Regions from separate parts of the Mus musculus genome. Here region 1 is linked to region 2. A link is a contact called in public HiChIP or PLAC-seq data. All regions are on one chromosome and are shown on one strand. The core of a region is the stretch at or near the end of the contact, and the rest is flanking DNA. Distances in the headings are between cores, read along the strand shown. Region 1 overlaps Arhgef9 (CDC42 guanine nucleotide exchange factor (GEF) 9). Region 2 holds the start of Spin4 (spindlin family, member 4).

Evidence for each region. HiChIP or PLAC-seq counts read pairs in DNA pulled down with a chosen protein or histone mark.
Region 1: a contact with region 2 is called in a BATF HiChIP or PLAC-seq map of CD8 T cells, with 6 read pairs. The contact joins the enhancer-like site here to the promoter of Spin4 in region 2. A contact is called at or near these places in 3 of 484 Hi-C or Micro-C datasets (CD8 T cells, embryonic fibroblasts and nephron progenitors), 1 of 115 datasets of contacts at active chromatin or transcription factors (CD8 T cells) and 3 of 9 other capture datasets (adipose tissue, liver and pancreatic islet).

Annotation. Positions count from the first base shown.
Region 1 is chrX:95,074,469-95,079,509 of GRCm38.p6, forward strand. Arhgef9 (CDC42 guanine nucleotide exchange factor (GEF) 9) reads right to left here. Exons shown (of 10, transcript NM_001290385.1): 6 at 2,971-3,100. Among named protein-coding and RNA genes, the nearest start is that of Spin4, 50 kb to the left of the region's middle. Within about 2 kb of position 2,668, at least 17 of the 459 cell types and tissues checked have an H3K27ac peak or open chromatin away from gene starts, as enhancers often do. A contact at or near this core is called in CD8 T cells, where this site is marked.
Region 2 is chrX:95,025,169-95,030,462 of GRCm38.p6, forward strand. It overlaps Spin4 (spindlin family, member 4), which reads right to left and starts at 1,514. Exons shown (of 1, transcript NM_178753.4): 1 at 1-1,514. The coding sequence starts at 1,026. The coding sequence ends at 277.

The DNA.
Region 1 (5,041 bases), core at 1,418-3,917, 50 kb after region 2:
TCAGAATCCCATGTGCCTAACTACAAGACTGCTTTTGAATGATGGTACCTTGTCTATCAGAAAAATTTGCTACATTGGAAGATCAATAAGATGAGTCTGTTAAAATGACTGTGTTAACTCACTCTGTGTCTCTGGGAAGTGGTTTAAGCAGGTCCTGTTTGATCCACTCCACATGACTACTTGAAAGTAGCAAATATGTTTGTGTGAGGGAATAGTTACATTTACATAAGGGAAAGGGTGCTCTCACTGTTTACAGCTTTCATTCTTGTCTCCTCTGCCTCACCTTGCACCATCCATCCCTTTATCTTGCCCCACAAAATGCATTTTACTCCCACTGCCTTTATGGGGTTCTTCCTTCTTTTCAGCATTTACTGCAAACGTTTCACTTTCCTATGTGCCTGCTCTAGATGAATAAGGCCATGTCTGACTCATCTCAGATTCTGTAATGGCTGGCAAGGGCCAGACAAAGAGGGGCTGTTCACAAGGCAAGTCTCCTACTGTCATATATTTGCTCAATATCCTCCAGTGCCTTCCACCCAAACTTAAAGCCAAAGCCCTTTAAGGATATATAATCTGACCTCCCATTATTCATTTACAATCTTCTGCCTTCCCCTCAGCGACACTGGCCTCTTTCTTTTGCTTGGCACATTAACTCTGGGATTTCAGGGTCTTCCTTCCACCTTAGATGCTCTGCTGCAAAAAGGCCACATGATTTTTCTCCTTCATCTCCTTTAGGTCTTTTCTCAAATGTCGTCCCCTTTGGTAATTCTTATATTACTTTAGCCTAAAATACGTTATTTTCTCCATATTCCCTATCCATATCTGATGATGAAATTCTTTTGTTGTTTTTCTTCCTTATTGAAACATAAAGCATAGAAACTGATCCACCACTTAACACATCTCTAGAACACAGAATGATGCCCGATACTGAGTAAGTATTCAACAATCTGTTAGTGAAGAAATCAATGGTTAAAAGATCAACAGTGACCATTAAACCCTGCCCAGAGCTTTCCTGCAAGTTTTTCATATACTTTTTGTGAAGCCAATGTCTCAAGGAACAGACTTCATTTCAGTCTAATTAATTCTAGCAACCCATTTTTTCAGCTTCATTTACCTGATTACAGGATAATTGATATTGGAGCTGTGTCCTGAACGGCCTAGCAGGCATATCTAATCTAACCTGTGACCCATACGCTGCTTGCATCCCAGGATAGCTCTCAATAAGACCCAATACATTTGTTGATGAAAAATGTCAGGTTTTAAGGTCAAAAAGGTAGAGCAGTACTGAAAGAATGGTAAAACAAAATGTAACCCTTTTTAACCAGTTTAATCTTCAATGGTGTCTGAGTCAACTTATGTCAGTAAGTGTAAAGAAGTAATAAATTTACCTGGGCCTATGTTTAATCTTCTGGACCAAGAAGTACACTTAATTTATTCACCTTCACTTTTAAATGGATACCTTTTCTGTATCCATCATACTGTGGTATATATCTTCTGGTTTCTTTGAATTATACCATCCAATAGTAAACAAGAACAGGACATCAGGTTTTAAACAAGCAGACAAGAATAGGGCATCAGGTATTAAACAAGCAGGTAAGAAAGGGAGAGATACTATAAAGAGAAAATTATAGCCACATGATTTAGTTCTCAAACATGAGGTACAAACACGAGCACTTTCTGAAAATCTTCGGGGGTGGGGGAAGCTGAAGAGAAGCTATCAGGGATATATCCCATTTCTCTTTATTTAAAATGATTTAACGTGAAAGAGTGAAATGACAGCTCATCCAAATCTCTGAACCACAGAGCTCAGAAATGGAAAATTTCCAGAAACTACGGACCTTGGAAACAGGCTCTCCTCCATTCTAATCTAAACTGCTGTAAGCTGTAATCTCTTTAAAGGATACATGACAATTTAACTTATCTCCTTACTTTTTAAGATTTATGAGGGGTAGAGTAGTCTCCATAGGATATGGCAGATGACTGAAATGGTAACTAGAGATAAGTAACTCTAATGGTAACTAGAGATAGATCTGAATATTCATGAGGAAAAGAGGAGGAGAAAAACACAGACACTGATTTAAAGCAAGAGTTTTTATTCTCTAGCCAAATAGTCGACCTTACCAAGACAACAAATGTCTTCATGTTACTCATCCTACCTTTCTCTGTTCAAGGGAAAATAGGTTCTGAAGGTTTCCCAATGAAAGGAGAATCCATTACTTTCTTTTAAGTCTGGGCCAGTGATGGTGTCTTGTTATAAGCAAGGGTTTAAATATATGAAAACATGTATACATTCTGCCCTCTTGCCCTCTATCTATACATATATATTGTATTTTATTTTTATATCTCAAGGTATCACTGGTATTCTACCCTTAGAAGACATTATCTATCAAACAGAATAAAAATGTGTCAACTGATAATTATTGTGGTGTTTTTAAATCATCCACACTAGGAAGAATAGAAGTAGAAGAACAAAGATTTTGTCTGAACATTTATCAACTCTTTGTTGACCCTAATACCGGTCACCTTGGGCTAGACTAAGCAATTTGAAATGTTAAAGGAAATGCTGTTATTTAAACACAGAAAGTTCTACTTGAGTTGAAGGCCATATGGAAAGGTACTGGATCTACTTCTCTACTCTCACCACACCGTTTTTAAATGCCACTTCCTTCCTGCTGACATTTTCCATCTTGGTTATGTCAGCCTACGTGCTATCAGGTCACACAACCTGGGCCTGAGAGATGAGGAAGAAGTGTCATCACTCCTAGTTTGTGGCATTTGGCAAGGAAAGGTTGACGATTTCAGTCACTTCCTCTCTAAGATCAAAGAAACTGTGGGTGTCCACACTGGGATGACTAGGTGACAGAATATTTTTAGAATAATGATGAAAACAGAGCTTGGCCAGGATGCTAGTTATAGCTTGTTCAACAAGCAAGTGGGGCCTCCCCAAACCCCTGTTAATAAAGGGCCTACCTCCCAGTCTAGGACAGAGGCCTGCCATTGCGCAATCTTGTCAATATTCTCCAGACGTCGCTTGCGTTCATTGATCTGCTGAGTCACATTTCTCATGACAGCCAAAGCAGCTGCAACGTATCTGTAATCACTGTGAAGAAATAAGAGTGAAATGTGGATGAACCAATGTGCAATACGCCACTCCTAAATCCATTCTATTCTTCCTCCTTAGTAAGAGTCTGGATTATCAGATAGTAATTTCCAGTCCTATTTTTAGATGACTATGTGACTTATGTTCATACAAAAACCATACCAGCCTCGTAGATATCCTTCCTGTAAACTCTTTTCAAAGGGAATAGATCTCTTCAAATTTTATAGCTCTCTATTTGTGTTTTACCTGATAAAACCAGCCAAGGAACAAGACAGAAGCATTATACATAGTATAGTCCAGACATCCTAGTCATCTCTTCTATCTGCATTTCTAAGGCGTCACTGTGGTCACCATGGAATAATAGTGATATTTTTCTTCTGGTACAATGAGGAGATCAGTATAGGATAATGCATGAGAACACATAATTTGAAGCCAGACTCTTGAGTTCACACCCAGTTTTATCACTAACTAGCAGTGTTGTCTTCAGCAAGTATCACTCGCACTTGATTCAATTTTCTCATGCAGAAAATGGGGAGATTTTGGCAGAATTTATTGATGGGTTTAATAAATAAATGCACTCATCCATACATATTATTTTACTCTTAATTCATAAGATTAAGTACTTAAGTATTAAGCATTTCTCTTGTGATAGCTGTAATACAGGATATCTCCCATAGAATTCTTGGTCTGAGAAGTACAACCTATATCCCAGCTTCTAGAAACATTTGATAATTTGTGTTGAGAGTCATATCATTCTACCCAATTTTGTCTGCTGTCTGACCTGATTTCCAATTGAATAGCTATTATAAAAGGCAGACTGAAAATGCGACTCCAGCCACTTGACACAGACAGGATGACCTGAGAAGGCAATAAGATTAATTACAGCTCAGTATTAATATCTTCTTTCAGTAAAGCTAAACTATCTTGTGGTTGTAGCCTTTATACTCTCCCAGCACTGATTGGAAAAATAGCTGTGAGAAAGGATGCAAAAATGTTGTTTCCCTGTTATTAATGTATTGGAGAATGGGATGATGGAACAAGTCAAAGAAGGGGAGCTCTAGATGCCAGGACAGATACCATGCAACACCTCCTCTTAGGTACCATCCATGACTCCAATTTGTACTTTGCACACATTCCAGAACTATAGACCTCAAACACTATTGCATTTGATCCACTGTAGTAACAGACTTTTCTCTTAACCAAATTATTCTTTCTCGAGACAGCTAGAAGTACTCATATTTTGAACCTTAGAATGTTTTCTGGTATTATGATGAGTCAGCCATACTGAGTGTAATTACCGACTAATTATACTGTCTAAGGCTCTCCAAAACATGCTTTCTAGGAGATGAATCTCTCAACCGGTTCTTGAATTGTTGAGTGCTCAGATTCACCTGTAAAACTTCACGTTTGTTCCCACTGTCACATTATGCATCTTGTCACATTGCTTGTTCCTCTCTATGGATGATCTGTGAGCTCATTAACACTGTCAGTGTTTCTCTCTGACAAGAATGACCAAGCCAGTTAGACAGAACTGTAATGACAGTGTGGGCAGTAATGACAGAAATAAGTACTGCAATTCTTCAGGCCCAGTTCCCTATCCCCTGTGTCTTTCCTTTTATTGATTTGAGGGTACCAGTATTTTAATCCACTTTCTGGGAGGTAATCATAGAATTATCCCATTCAGAGTGGTACCATAGTCATATTTAATTAAACTTCAATAAGCTAAAAATTTAGTTCCTCAGTTGTATTAGTTATTATCTTAATCCTCCAAGGCCATCACAAACATGACATTCAATTGGACGTTGGTGATAAGAAAGTCCTCTTCCTGACCACAAGTATTAGGCAATCATGGCTGTGGTCCTATAGTTGTTAGTCTTGCCATTTTAGCTGGCTGTCTTTTCTTACAATGGTTCAAGAATAAATGCTATCACATCTGATCTG
Region 2 (5,294 bases), core at 264-2,763:
TTATCTACTTTTGAGTTGTTTCGGTGAATCCAAACACTTCTCTTTTTTTCTTAGCAGCCAATTTAAAATTTCAATTATAAAACAAAGAACAAAAGTACCAACATATACTTGAGTCAGAACTGGAAAACAGTCAATATAAGATATGGAGGCACAATAAGATTTAGCCACTGTCCAGAACTTTTGACCTCAAAATTGACCTCAGAAAAACTTAATTTTGAGAACATAAAATATTTATCCTCTGATAGTTCCACACGTTTCGCAAAGAGGTCTATAAACTTACGGGGTTTTCACCAAGCCATAGACATAAATGTGAATATCATCATCAAACTTAATGAAGTAGACAGATGGCTTGGCTACCACCTGATGAATAAAGATCCCAGTTCTCTTGGACCCGTCGTCTTTGGCGTGTTCCACCTGCTTGCCCACAAGGCTGTCGAGCACCTCCCCAGGCTCCTGTTCAGCTGCAGGGAAGTAGTAGTTGGAATCTGGAATGATACGCAGGTCACCATCTTTGTAGTCGTCCAGCAGGGTGTACATATAGAGGACCGGATCTTTCTCGTAGGTGATGTAAAACCAAGTATCCATGATGGGGGCTCGCGCCAACACCATACCCTTCCACTCATCTTTCTTGCCATGCTCACCTTCGAACACATGTCCCACTGCCTTCCCAACCAGGGAATCGGCCAGGCGAGAGTCAATGCGAGGAGAAGGAACTCTCTCAGGAAGAATCTCCAGCGCTAAAACTCTCTTATCTCTGTGCAGTTCCAGTCCGTACACACTGTCTTTGCCATCATATTTGATGATATACAGAGTGGGCTTCACGGAGACCTGCTCGAGCACAGTACCTTTCCATTGCTCCACGGGCTCATTGCCTTCTTTCCAGCCGTGTTGAATGCGGCAGCCCACGATGTTCCTATGAGTGAGGAAAGTGGGCTTACGGCGCTGCTTCTTGTGAGTGTGCCTTTTCTTCATCAGGTACGCGGACACACCATCCACCCCAGTAGGAGGCACAGTCGGAGGAGACATGGCTCGAGGCTTCGGTGGCCAAAGTAAAGCTGCTCTTTGCTTAACAAGCTGACTAACAGTCAGCAGTGTCCAACGGCAGATATTTTTCGCGATCCGAGAGACTGTATCAGTCCTCTTTTCAGATTTTGTCAGAAAAGAGCTAACTGACTGGGAACTGAGACAGAGAGTGCCGCTCACTAGTGCTTTTTTCCTCCTTCAGGGAGGGGTGACTGCAATAGTGATGGCTCCAGAGAGATGGCGGGCTCCCGGGTTCGTTCTGTCCGCCCCTGGCGCCTTCCCGGACTCCCAAGCCCACGTCCCAGCCAGAATCCGCCACTTAGCTGTTGTCAACGCTGCTGCGGTCGCAGAACGGCAACAGAGAAGAAGTGGACTGTTAACCTGGACCGGAGATAACAGGGATGTTTCGCGGCCACGAAAGTGCAGGCAGTAGCACGTCTCCCAGCAGTTTGCGCTTTGCGCGGCCTGGTCTTGGCAGCGCTTGTCAGCTTGGCCAATCTGCGAAACCGGGATTTTTGTTGCTTAGGGAATCCTCCTCCTCTGAGCCCGCCCTCTCCTTTCCTCCACCCCTCCCGCTTCCGTCCTGCCTTCCGCTCCTGGGGCAGCCACACTGACACAGGCTCTCTCCTTTACTCCCGTGGCCCCCCAGCCGGTTCATTCCCACCAGAACCAGACAGTACAACACCCCTCCTCCCCTGCAGGCTGTCTGCTGCCCAACTGCATACTTCACTGAGGCTCCATCTGCTTTCTATCTTCCAGGAATTCCTCACAAGCAGAAAAAGAAAAGAAAAGTGAAAAAGAAAGAAAAAAAAATACGTGGGGTGGGAGAAATTGTATAAACAAATCTACAATTTCTTTCTTTTTTAAGAAATTTGAAGCGGGATTGGGGAAAAGTCGTGCACAGTCCACCATGTTAACTTAAACTCTCCTTTATATTTTCTACCTGATCATTCGTCCTAACGATTTTTAGTATGTTTTTCTAAGTGGAAGGAAAATATGCTGGTATTTGCTTTTCTAAAACTGAGTGAAATAAAAAGCAAAGCAAAACAAAACTAACTTTAGCCATACAAACCAGGCAAACATCAAAATGTTTATTAAGCTGATTTCTTATTAATATATCTTTCTATAACCTTATGCATTTGAGAGCAACTTTTATATTTCTATACCTTTTTTGCTTACTTTGTCACTTATATCACGAGTAGTTTCTGTCATGATTAAATATGCTGGAAACATGATTTGTTTTTCAGTTTTTTGAGACAGGGTTTCCCTGGGTAGCCCTGACTGTCCTGGAACTCACTCTACATACCAGGCTGGCCTCGAACTCAGAGATATGCCCCCCCCCCCTTCTCTGCCTCCCAAGTACTGGGATTAAAACCATGCGCCACCATGCCAGGCTGGAAACACAATTTTTAATGGTTCCATATGTGAACATAAAGAACACAGCTCTCATCTCAAAATAAAAGATGGTTTATTCTAGAATCAAATATAAGTGACCAAGACCAAGGTCCACAACTTTAGGTTACCCCAAGTTCTATGTTCCAATGTGGTAACAGTTTCATGGAATTTTGTTGGTGTTGTCGCTGCTGTTTATTATTAACCTGTGTGTGCATGAAGTGTCTATGTTGGAAGGGGGCAGAAGTGGAAAAGTGGAAATCAGAAGATAACATTGTGTAGTAACTTCTTTCCTTCCACATTTACTTGAATTCAATGGATTGAACCCAAGTCCACAGGTTTATGCCACAAGTTCCTTTGTAAGATAAGCCTCTTACCCAACTGGCCTCATGAAATTTTTATAGCAGCAAAACAAAGAGAACTATAAATCAGGAAACTTTTAAAAGGCATCAGGGGAAGCCTTGGGTAGGCGTGTTATAGCAAACCGGAGAAACTTCTGCAGTAGGCTTCAGATACTATCTGACAGCATTCCCTGCCTTTGGGCCAGTGAAAGCCGAGGATCTGTGCACACATTCCAAAAGAACTTACCTAATAGCCGGAAGAATGGTTAGGTCACTCACAGAGTTGAACAATACATGACCATTTTGGGTGGGGTGAGGGTGAAGATAGTTTAAGATAATGTGACTCTGGAACTGCGACAGCTGAACTCCTCCATTATACTCATAACTGAGTCAGTTAATCAACCATGTACAAAGTTCAACGTATGTGTGGCTTTTCCCCCAGAGAACTTCAGTTAACCCACACTGTTTGTTCTTAATATTCCTTCAATGGCTCCTCATTTATCCTAAATAGTCTAAGGCAGAAAAAGTAACTAATACAACTCTCCTTTTCATATATGAATTGATTAATTGAACTCGTCTTTATTTTTGTTTTCCTCCCTGAAATCCAAAAGTTGAAGTTGTGGTTCCATTCATTTTTTTTAAATATAGAATAATTGGATCATATTTCCCCAACCCAACATTATGCTCTCTCTAAAAAAAAACAAATCAAAACAAACAAACAAAAACAATAAGACAAAAAAAGCATACACAAAAACATGGAGTCTCTTTTATGTTGGCCTGTCTTGAAGTATGATTTATATACCCAGTGACACTCTATTGGAGAAAACTGATTTTCCATTTCTCAGCAGATACCAATTGCAAGTAACTCCTTGGTTAGGGATGGGATTTAATGTCCATCTCTCCTTCTAAATGCTGAGACTTTGCAAGGTCTGAACCTGAGCAGGTCTTGTTTGTGCTATCATAGTTCTGTGAGTCTATACATCTATCAGTCCTGTTGTACCTTAAAGACACAATCTCTTTGAAATCATCTACCATCTCTGGTTGCTACAGTCTTTCTTCCACATCTTCCTCATAGACCCCTGAGCCTTGAGGAGAGTGTTTGATAAAGGCATGCCACTTAGGACAGAGTACACTAAAATCTCTCATTTTCTGCACATTGTCCAGTTGTGGGTCTTTGTGTTAATTATCATGTATGGGTGCTGTGATGGTTTGTATACACTAGGTCCAGGGAGTAGCACTATTAGAATGTGTGGCCCTGTTGGAGTGGGTGTGGCCTTGTTGGAGTAGGTGTGTCACTGTGGGCATGGGCTTTAAGACCCTCAGATGAAGATGTAGAACTCTCAACTCTGCCTGTACCATGTCTGCTATGTTCTCACCTTGATGATAATGGACTGAACCTCTGAAGCTGTAAGCTCTTTATAAGTAAGTTCTTTATAAGAGTTGCCTTGGTCATGGTGTCTTCACAGCAGTAAAACCCTAACTAAGACAGAAGTTGGTACTGGGAAGTGTTTTCTGAGAGCACAAAGAAGCTGTGTTCCAGAGATAGTCAAGGTTGTACCTCCTGCTGCAGCTGTACTTGGTAATGTTTAATAGTCACCCAGGTGGTATGAAGGTCATGAAGAGCAGCTGAGTCTTGGCACAGTGATAGGCCATGAAAGGATATTGGCGAAGGTGCAGCCTCAGTTGTAGTTAACAGCTCAGGACTGAAGGCTCCATGTAAAGGAGTTGAGGCTTGGCACGAAGAGAGAGCCTATGAGAGGCTATTGGTGAAACCTAGATGCAGCGGAAGACCCCAGCATATTGGAGATGCCAGTACCGTGGGATGATCACCAAGAACAGAAGCATCAGTGGAGTGGATCAACCTGAGCTTAGAATGCTAAAGAGGGCAGAACCAGAGAAGTGATGTCAGCCCTTTGGAAGAGCCCAGAAGATCATGTGTAGATGCCAGACATTGAAACAAGAAGCTGTAACATTGAAGTTGCCTTGGAGACCCCAAGATATTCCAGATGTCAGAGCCGTGGGCTATATGCTGAGGAAAGCTGCTAACAGGGAGTGGAGCCCAGAAGGAAGTTGTTTGTTGCAGTCAACAAAGATGAAAAAGGAGTTGGAGATCTAAAGAGAGCTTTGACATCAGACATGGAGATGCAGAGATTGGAGTTTGCCCAGCTGGTTTCCTGTCTTGTCTTGGGGATTACAGTTAAGTGATTGGATGAATCTCAGAAGAGACTTGAACTTTGGACTTTTAACATTGTTGAAACTGTTATAGACTATGGGGACTTTTGAAGTTGGACTAAATGTATTTTACATTATGCTATGTTTAGGTATGGCCCCCATAGACTCATGTTTGAACAAACCTATAGGGGCCAGGGAGTAGAATGTGATGGTCTGTATATGCTCGGCCTTGAGAGTGGCACTATTAGAGGGTGTGGCCTTGTTGGAGTAGGTGTGTCACTGTGGGTGTGGGCTTTAAGACCCTCATTCTAGCTGCCTGGAAGTCAGTCTTCCACTAGTAGCCTTCAGATGAAGATGTAGAACTCT